Regions from separate parts of the Mus musculus genome. Here region 1 is linked to region 2. A link is a contact called in public HiChIP or PLAC-seq data. All regions are on one chromosome and are shown on one strand. Each heading gives the region's core, a stretch centred on a gene start, on an enhancer-like site or on the middle of the called end of the contact. The rest is flanking DNA. Distances are from core to core; before and after follow the strand shown.

Region 1 (3,905 bases), core at 733-3,232, 380 kb before region 2:
TGACCCTGGGGCCTCAAGTCTTTACAGGATTAGGCTCATTCTCTCCCACTAAGGCCAGACAAGGTAGGCCTCTGCTACATATGTGCTGGGGATGTGGGCGTGGGGGCTCTTTGGTTGGTGGCTCAGTCTCTGGGAGCTCCCAGGAATCCAGGTTAACTGACACTGTTGGTCTTTCTATGGGGTTGCCATCCTCTTCAGTTTCTTCAGTCCTTCCTCTAACTCTTCCATTTGGGTCCTCAAGTTCTGTCTTATCCTTGAGACCCTGTCTTAAAATAAAAAGAGCAGTGGTGGCGAGTGCTTGGAGTAGTTCAGTGATAGTGTAGAGAGCTTCCTCAGCAGGCATGAGACCCTGGGTTCCATCCTCAGGGAAACAAAGAGTGTACAAATGTAATAGAGACATTTGCATGGTAACATTTTACTCCAGTGGAAGGGTTTGTAAGCTTGTATGTATTTTTTTGAGACAGGGTCTATCACTGAGCCTCGAGATTGCCCACTGGGCTAAACTAACAGGCCAGCAAGCCCCAGGATTCTTCCCATTCCTGCCTCCTCAGCTTTGAGAGTTTAGGCCTGCGGCCAGGCCCAGCTTTTCAGTGAGTGCTGGGAACTGAACTGTCAGGCTTGCATGACAGCACTGACTGACTGAGCCATTCCATAAGAGGGTTTTTGCTTGATGCAATTTCAAAGACTGTAGCAGGTGAGGAGCAGGTAAGAACCAGGGTTCTGGGCTGCAGATGTAAGAACATTTATCTAGCATCTACAAGGCCCTGGGTTCCATCCTCAGCACTGGTAAAAAAAAAAAAAAAAAAAAAAAAAGCCCTAGAAGGAAGGAGGGAGCCCGGGGAGAAACCAAAAGGAAAAAGAATCTTTCTCAGCTTTAATGATGGATGCTGAGTATAAGCATCCAATCCAACGCATGTGGGCTCAGCCTTCCCTTAAGTGGTTACCATCTCGCTGGTGTGTGCCTGGGAACAATCAAATTGGGCCTCTCTGCCTTGCTGCTTCAGCAAATCTAGATGTGCCTCCCTGACTTTGTAGAGAGGGCAGAATGGAGGACCTTGCCTCTATAATTGGACTGGGGGTCCAGAGCTGCCACTTAGATGTAAAATGACTGGAGAGATGGGATTGGGCGCTTCCTTTACGTTGCTTCTGCCCCACCCAGCACACCATACCCTCTGCTCTATCAGAGGCCAGGGAGCCCATGATCCAGTTTGTGTATTACACAGGCCCTCTGTATCCTTAGCTTTCCCTCCAGAGCTGGATCGTTTCCCCTGCTTCCAAGCATATCCACAAAGGTGTAAGGATTGTTTTTTCCCTTCCTTTGTTTTTTTCAATACAGGGTTTCTCTGTGTAGCCCTAGCCTGGAACTCACTCTGCAGACCAGGCTGGCCTTGAACTCAGAGGTCCTCCTGTCTCTGCCTCCCTAGTGCTGGGCTTAATGGCAGGCGCCACCACGACCTGGGACAAGTGGATGGGAATGTGGGTTTTAAAGGCCATAGCTTCCATGTGACCCGCTTTGCTGATCACCTGAAGCTCTGAGGGAGCGTGGAGGTTTTAAACTTCAGTCGTGGCTAAGGTGAAGTTTAGGGATAAGGTGTCTCTGCTTTCCGTTACCCCAAATAGAAGTGCGCTGGCAGAATGTCTGCCCTTAGAGCCAGCTGGCTGAGCAAAGGTGAAAGGAGAGGAGGGAAAAAACCGAGGTGCACACCAATCCACTCTTTCTACTGGCCCAGCTCTCTAAGGTGTACCATTGGCCCACGTCCTCTCTCTGCTATGGCCTGGGAAACTGAAGCTCTGGGGATGTATCTGAGTTACTCAAGGACACAGAAAATCTTGTCCCCAGGGGCCTGCCCTAGATTGTGGGAGAGTTGGTATAGCCCAGCTCTAAACAATAAAACAACAGAAAAGGCCACAGTGGTGTGAATTGTGAACCTCAGGGAAACCCCAAACTAGCTGACAGCTGAGAAAGATGTCAGGATCTAGATAAAGCATCACTAAGAGAACTAGTGTTTTTGCTGTCTCTGCTCAGAAGGAGCCGAGGTGAGGGCTGGCCCAATCTTGTCAAGAGCTGCCATTGGGATGGAACGGCGTGTCCCCCATCAGTCATTGGCTTTTTCTTGTTTTGTGTTTTGGACAGAATCTCATGTGGGCCATGCTACCCTCCAATGTACAAAGTAGCTGGTGGTCTTGAATGTCTGGTCCTCCCATCTCCATCTCCTAAGTGCAAGGGTTATAGGTGTGAGCCTTCATGCCTAGTTTATGTGTTGCTCGGGATTTCCTGCATGCTGGCAGGCTCTCTACGAACTGAACCGAATCCTCAGCCCCAGCCTACCAAGGGGATGAAGAAAAGGTAACCAGGGCTAGAGAGATGGCTCAGATGGGCCTGAGTTAGGATCTCCTGTAACCAAATAAAAAAAGCCAGGTGTGGTGTGGTGCATGCCTTTAGTCCCAGCACTCTGGAGGCAGAGGCAGGTGGATCTCTGTGAGTTCGAGGCCAACCTGGTCTAGAGAGTGAGTTCTAAGACTATACAGAGAGAACCTCTCTCTTGGAAAAACAAAACAAAACCAATCAACTAAGCAAACAAAAAGTCAGGCATAGTAGCACATGTCTGTAACCCCAGTACAAGGGAGGTCGAGACAGGAGGATCCCTGGGGCTTGCTGGTCAGCTAGTCTAGTGACAGTGGAAGTGGTTTAGGAAGTGAGTCGGCTATGGGCCTCTGGCTTCCATTCACCCATCCTGTGCACACGCATGCAAACAAACATACTCCACAAATATATGCACCTCTACCAAAAAGGAGGAGACTTCTAGTCTATCACAAAGTTTGGACATGTAAATTTTTGCCAGGGAAAGACAGCTGTAACTTGTCAAGAATGGATGCCCAAGTTAAACTGAAGCTTGCAAATCAATACAATGTGTTGGCTTGCAGGAAACTTGTCCCATTTTGTTAAGGATTACATTTCTACATAGTGTGCAGACTAGATGTTAATCAGTGGCTCTTGGCCAGAGAGGGTAAATCCTATCAGCAAATAAATGCATTTAAGATGTCAGAGGATGACCAAAGAGAAATATGTCTACAGAGACCTAAAAATAATATGAAACCATTTAGGAACTTGAAGGTCATTTTGTTGAGGGCAAAATTCTTGTGCAGGGTGCTGACAGTTTGCCCTCTGGGTGTTTTCAGAGCTTAAAGGATCAAACTGTCCACACAAAATATGGAATGTCCAATAGACAGGTCCATGCACTCTTCCAGCCCAACCTTTCAGCCCTTTAATTACCATGGCTCCAGCTTGATGTTGGATACCACCCTGCGTGTAACTGTTGCATAGGCGGGGTATTATGGCCAAATGATTGGCTGGTACCTCTGAATGGGACTTTAAGAAGTCTTAAGGAGATGAGAGGAAATGGATGGCAGTCAGTCATAGCTCATGGGAAGCGATGCAGATGAGGGGAATAATCCTTTCCCACATTGGAGATTACTCCCAAGGATAATTGAGCTTCTTTGCCACTGTGCAGAAATCCTCACCAAAGCGTCCCGTGCCACCATTGAAAGGGGCTGCCGTGAGGTTGGGACTCAGAGGGTAGAGTGTTTGCTTAGCATGCATGAAGCCCTGGGATCGTCCAGCACTGCAGAAATCAAACATGATTGGTGTGTGCTTATAATCAACACTCAGAAGTTGGGAGCTAGAAGCAGAAGAATCAAAAGTTCAAAATCATAGTTTGGCTACATAGGAAGTTTGAGGTCAGCCTGTGCTACACCAGACCTTGTCCAGAAGGAGAGACGGGGGCGGGGAAGTGGGGGGGGGGAGGGAGAAAGAGGAGTTAAGAGTGAAGTGATTTTCAATTCTTCACTTTAAGAAATATGGTTCTTTCTTGCAGGTTGCAGGATGTCGCAGTATTTACAGCCAG
Region 2 (4,053 bases), core at 37-2,536:
CTCGTTGAATTTGCATACTCCACTTAAATTGAAGCTTTTGTCTAAAAAGAAAACAAAAACAAAAAGTCATGATGCAACGACACAGGAGTTTGATCTTGGAGGTAGTCTCTTCTCCCCTCTCCCATCCTGCATCCCCATTCCAGAGTGCCTCCTGTGTACCTGCACACACACACACACACACACACACACACACACACAGACACACACACACAAACACACACAGAGACACAGACATACATACACACACACACAGAGACATACACACAGAGACATACACACACACAGACATACACACACAGACATACACACACACACACACACAGACACACACACACACACAGACACACACAGACACACACACACACATAAAATAAAAGAAAAAGTAGGGGGAAAAGAATAAAAACAAGAGAAAATAGAGAACAAACAAAAACAAACAAGCACAAACTTCTTCAAAGGCACACAGTAAGTGATTAGCAGATTTCAGTCATGAAACCCTAAAGCCAACCCTAAAGCCCTTAATAACTACGGTCAGCTACTCTTTGGATTGTTTCAAATTCTGTACTCTTAGGGAATATCCCAAATAAGCCTTTCTGTTTTGGAGTGGAGGGGAGCCCTGATGTACAGCATTTAAGTATCACCCAAATATATGCTTATGATGAGAGGAGATCTTTATATTCACCCAAATATATGCTTATGATGAGAGGAGATCTTTATATTCAACCAAATATATGCTTATGATGAGAGGAGATCTTTATATTCCGTCCGTTCTATTTCATAAAAAGAGAAATAAATGTCTATAGACAAACTTCAATCCATATGTTGTGCTCTAACAAAATAAACCAACATCCTCTTATCCTGTTCAGTTCTCATCCATCCAGTGCCGGGACAGTCTCTACCTTTAACTGTAATTCTCAAAGCACTTTGACCTTTTCCCTCAAAAAATGTTAGCACAGGAAGGTCATCAAGTGCAGAGATTCAGGACCCTGAGCCCGGTCTTCAAGAAGGAAGTCGCTCTTTAGTTAGTTTTGCTACTATAGACTCTTTCAGGCTTCGGAGAAAACAGGAAAAGAGAAAGAAAAGCAAATTTCTCAAGGGTTTCCCCCAACAATTTATTTAGAATATTTTGCCCCTCAGGGACTGGTTTCTATTCCAACATCTTTCCACTTCGCCACAGTTTCATTTTTTACTTAATCCTTATATAAACAGGCGTTCCAAGTCCTATACATCTCAGAGCAGGTAATTATGTCTGACTCATCCCACTCACACTTAGTGAGCATCATTCTGGCCAATGAAAATACTGATAAACAATCCAGCTCCATTCCTAAGGGACAGCTGCATCTAGTGGAAGAGGGTAGCAAGGGCAGAATTACACAGCGGCAGCAGCAGCAGCAGCACCATCACATGCTTCCCACCCACTGAATTAAGCACAGTGCAGAGAGATCCCGGAAGATGCACTCTCAGACATGGGAGACACCAGAGGCTGCTTTCTGTGGGTGGAAAGAAATCCGCCACACACATTTTGCTCAGCACGTGACTTCTCCTTCTATAGAAAGCTTCTCTCCTGAGCTCTGTAACCTCAAGGACAATAGCATCCATGCAAAGAGAAATGCAGAGGGGATTGAGACCCATGCTCCAGAAAAAGCAATTCGGTTTCTTTTGAAAAACGATGAAAAGAAATGCATCCCTAAACTCAGCAGAACACATTTCATAAATAGGAACAGCCATCTTCAACCCTGGGTGATTCAGTATCAAAAAGAAACACAACTCCTACAAACATCTGACACCACGAGGAGGGAGAAGTTTGCCCCAGCTGGTATATCTTGACAGGTTCAAGTTGAGCCCCCACCCCCAAACCCAACACAAAACTGAAAACACAGACACACCGCCCTCAGAGGTGTGATCTGGTGCACTTCCCCCTAGGCAATGGGCCACACTATAATTTCACACTGCTAGGAATGCATCCATCTCTAGTGGAGACTGTTAGCTGCAGAAACCCAGTGGAAACTGCCATTCTGGAAACTTTCTCATCGCAGGAGAAGCAGTCCAGAGGGCTTCCGTGTAACGCCAGTGAACTGTAAAATTAGTTCCAAATGATGAATGCATTCTGTTACCCCCTATAAATGTTCAAGCCACAGAGTGTTCAAGTTGTGTCCTCCATGATATTATGTATGCTTAGCAGGTTTCAACTGTCTTTTACTGAGCTTGAATGTCCAGTCAAGCGAGAGAGCACTGTCTTTAATTTTTCAATCTTTACCTACTGTATTTGGGGGTATGTTTTGCATTGCCAGGGCTCAATTATTCCTCAGCATCACTCTCTCTTGATTCCTGCTTGCCTGAACATCATTGGAATGGGAAGCGTTGGAAGTTTACAAGTGTCACAGGATTTGGGTCAGCAGAACTGGTCACACGAGGAGGATCCAGGAGAAATGGGTGTCGACTATGGTTGGCTTCCCTGGGTGTTCTTGACTCTATCCCAGACGTGCAATGCACTTGGCAGTTTACGTGCTAGGGTTAGTCATCCAACTCTTACTCTGGCCTACTTAAAGTCTTCTTCTCAACTTTAAGACAGGACACTTTATAACTCCTTTTGGATAAGCTTTGGGTTGGCAGATAAGGATTGGTAAGATTTGGGGAAGTTGAGTGGGCAAGAGGGGTGATTTAAGATGTAATGGGGGAAAGGGCAGAAGCGATTATGGAACCAGCTGGAGATGTGAATTGGAAAATAAGCTCGAAAAGTAACTTAAAATGATGGATGATGTGCCTTGAGAAAATGGTTTAGTGTAGATGTGGAAAACAAGCAGGCATGGCGAGGAGGTCATAACTAGGAAAGTGACAAGGTAAGAGAGAAGAAGCTCAAGTAAAGTTAGTGCCTGGGGTTGTGTGAAGTTCAGTGCTTAAGCACTTGGTTGGTATGCAGAAGGCCCAGGATTCAAAACCCAGTACTGTGAAATCAACCAACTAAACAATCACCCATCCACCACTACTACCAACAAAGACATAGTCTGACAAGCTTTGTCTACTGGTGATATGTAAACGCTTCAGATATAGGTCAGTGAGGGAGACTAGCAGGGGGATATTCACTAGCACTTCTTTGGAAAGGAAAGGGCCTCATCACAGTGCACTCTGTGGAGATGGAGAGAAAGGAGCCGAGGACATGGGGCACTGGTTAGTTTTATGTCAACTTGGCTCAAGCTAGAGCCATTTGGGAAAAGACTACCAAGTGAGCAAGTGCTTCAGTAACACTGGCCTGGGAGCAAACATGCGGTGCATTCTCTTGATTAACGATTGAGATGGGAGAGAGGGCCCAGCCCACGTCGGTGGTGCCACCCCTGGACAGGTAGTCCTAGGGGCCATAAGAAAGCACACTGAGCAAGCCACAAGGAGCAAGACAGTATGCAGGCATCCTCCATGACCTCTGCTTCATTTCTTCGCTCCAAGTTCCTCTCTTGAGTTCTTCCCTTTACTTTCTGAAATCATCTCTTCCCTTCCCAAATTGCTTTTGGCCATGCTGCTTAATGAGACAGGGTCTCTCACCATCACAGAGCTCAAATAAGCTACTCTGGCTGGTTAGCATTCCAATGACCCTCCTGTCGCTATCTTTCTGGCACTGGGTCCATAAGTGTGTGGTAAACAGAGTGCATTCTGGGACTGGACTCAGGTCTTTTTTCTTGAACAGCACGTTACTAACCGAGCCATCCTCTCCACCTCTAAATTTTTACTGTTTCTCTTCTTGTTGCTGTTTTCCCTAAATCTGGTCTTGCCTACAGCTGATTTCATATACGAAACATCTGGAACTGACATGACTCAAAAAGCAACTACTCCCCTGCCTGGAATGCCCCTGGCATGAAGATTCTGCTACTTCTTATAGTTCCTTCAAGTCACAGCTGGTCTGTAGAATCTCCCCACCTCCATCTGCAGCAGTTCCCTACCTCAAGGAACAGGGAGTGTTCCCACCTCTTTCATCCACATGGAGCACACCAGGAGGACCTTGCCGTGGCTCTTCTGGAGGCCCCTCTGAGCAGAGGTGAAAAACGGCCAACTTTAAATCCTCAC

What was found. HiChIP or PLAC-seq counts read pairs in DNA pulled down with a chosen protein or histone mark.
Region 1: a contact with region 2 is called in an H3K27ac HiChIP or PLAC-seq map of regulatory T cells, with 5 times the contacts expected there. The contact joins two enhancer-like sites. A contact is called at or near these places in 1 of 484 Hi-C or Micro-C datasets (group 2 innate lymphoid cells) and 1 of 115 datasets of contacts at active chromatin or transcription factors (regulatory T cells).

The regions. Positions count from the first base shown.
Region 1 is chr2:9,846,503-9,850,407 of GRCm38.p6, reverse strand. No RefSeq gene overlaps it. Among named protein-coding and RNA genes, the nearest start is that of Gata3, 30 kb to the left of the region's middle. Within about 2 kb of position 1,982, at least 6 of the 459 cell types and tissues checked have an H3K27ac peak or open chromatin away from gene starts, as enhancers often do. A contact at or near this core is called in regulatory T cells, where this site is marked.
Region 2 is chr2:9,462,369-9,466,421 of GRCm38.p6, reverse strand. Gm13219 (predicted gene 13219) reads right to left here. Exons shown (of 3, transcript NR_168281.1): 3 at 1-41. Among named protein-coding and RNA genes, the nearest start is that of Gm13219, 110 kb to the right of the region's middle. Within about 2 kb of position 1,286, at least 25 of the 459 cell types and tissues checked have an H3K27ac peak or open chromatin away from gene starts, as enhancers often do. A contact at or near this core is called in regulatory T cells, where this site is marked.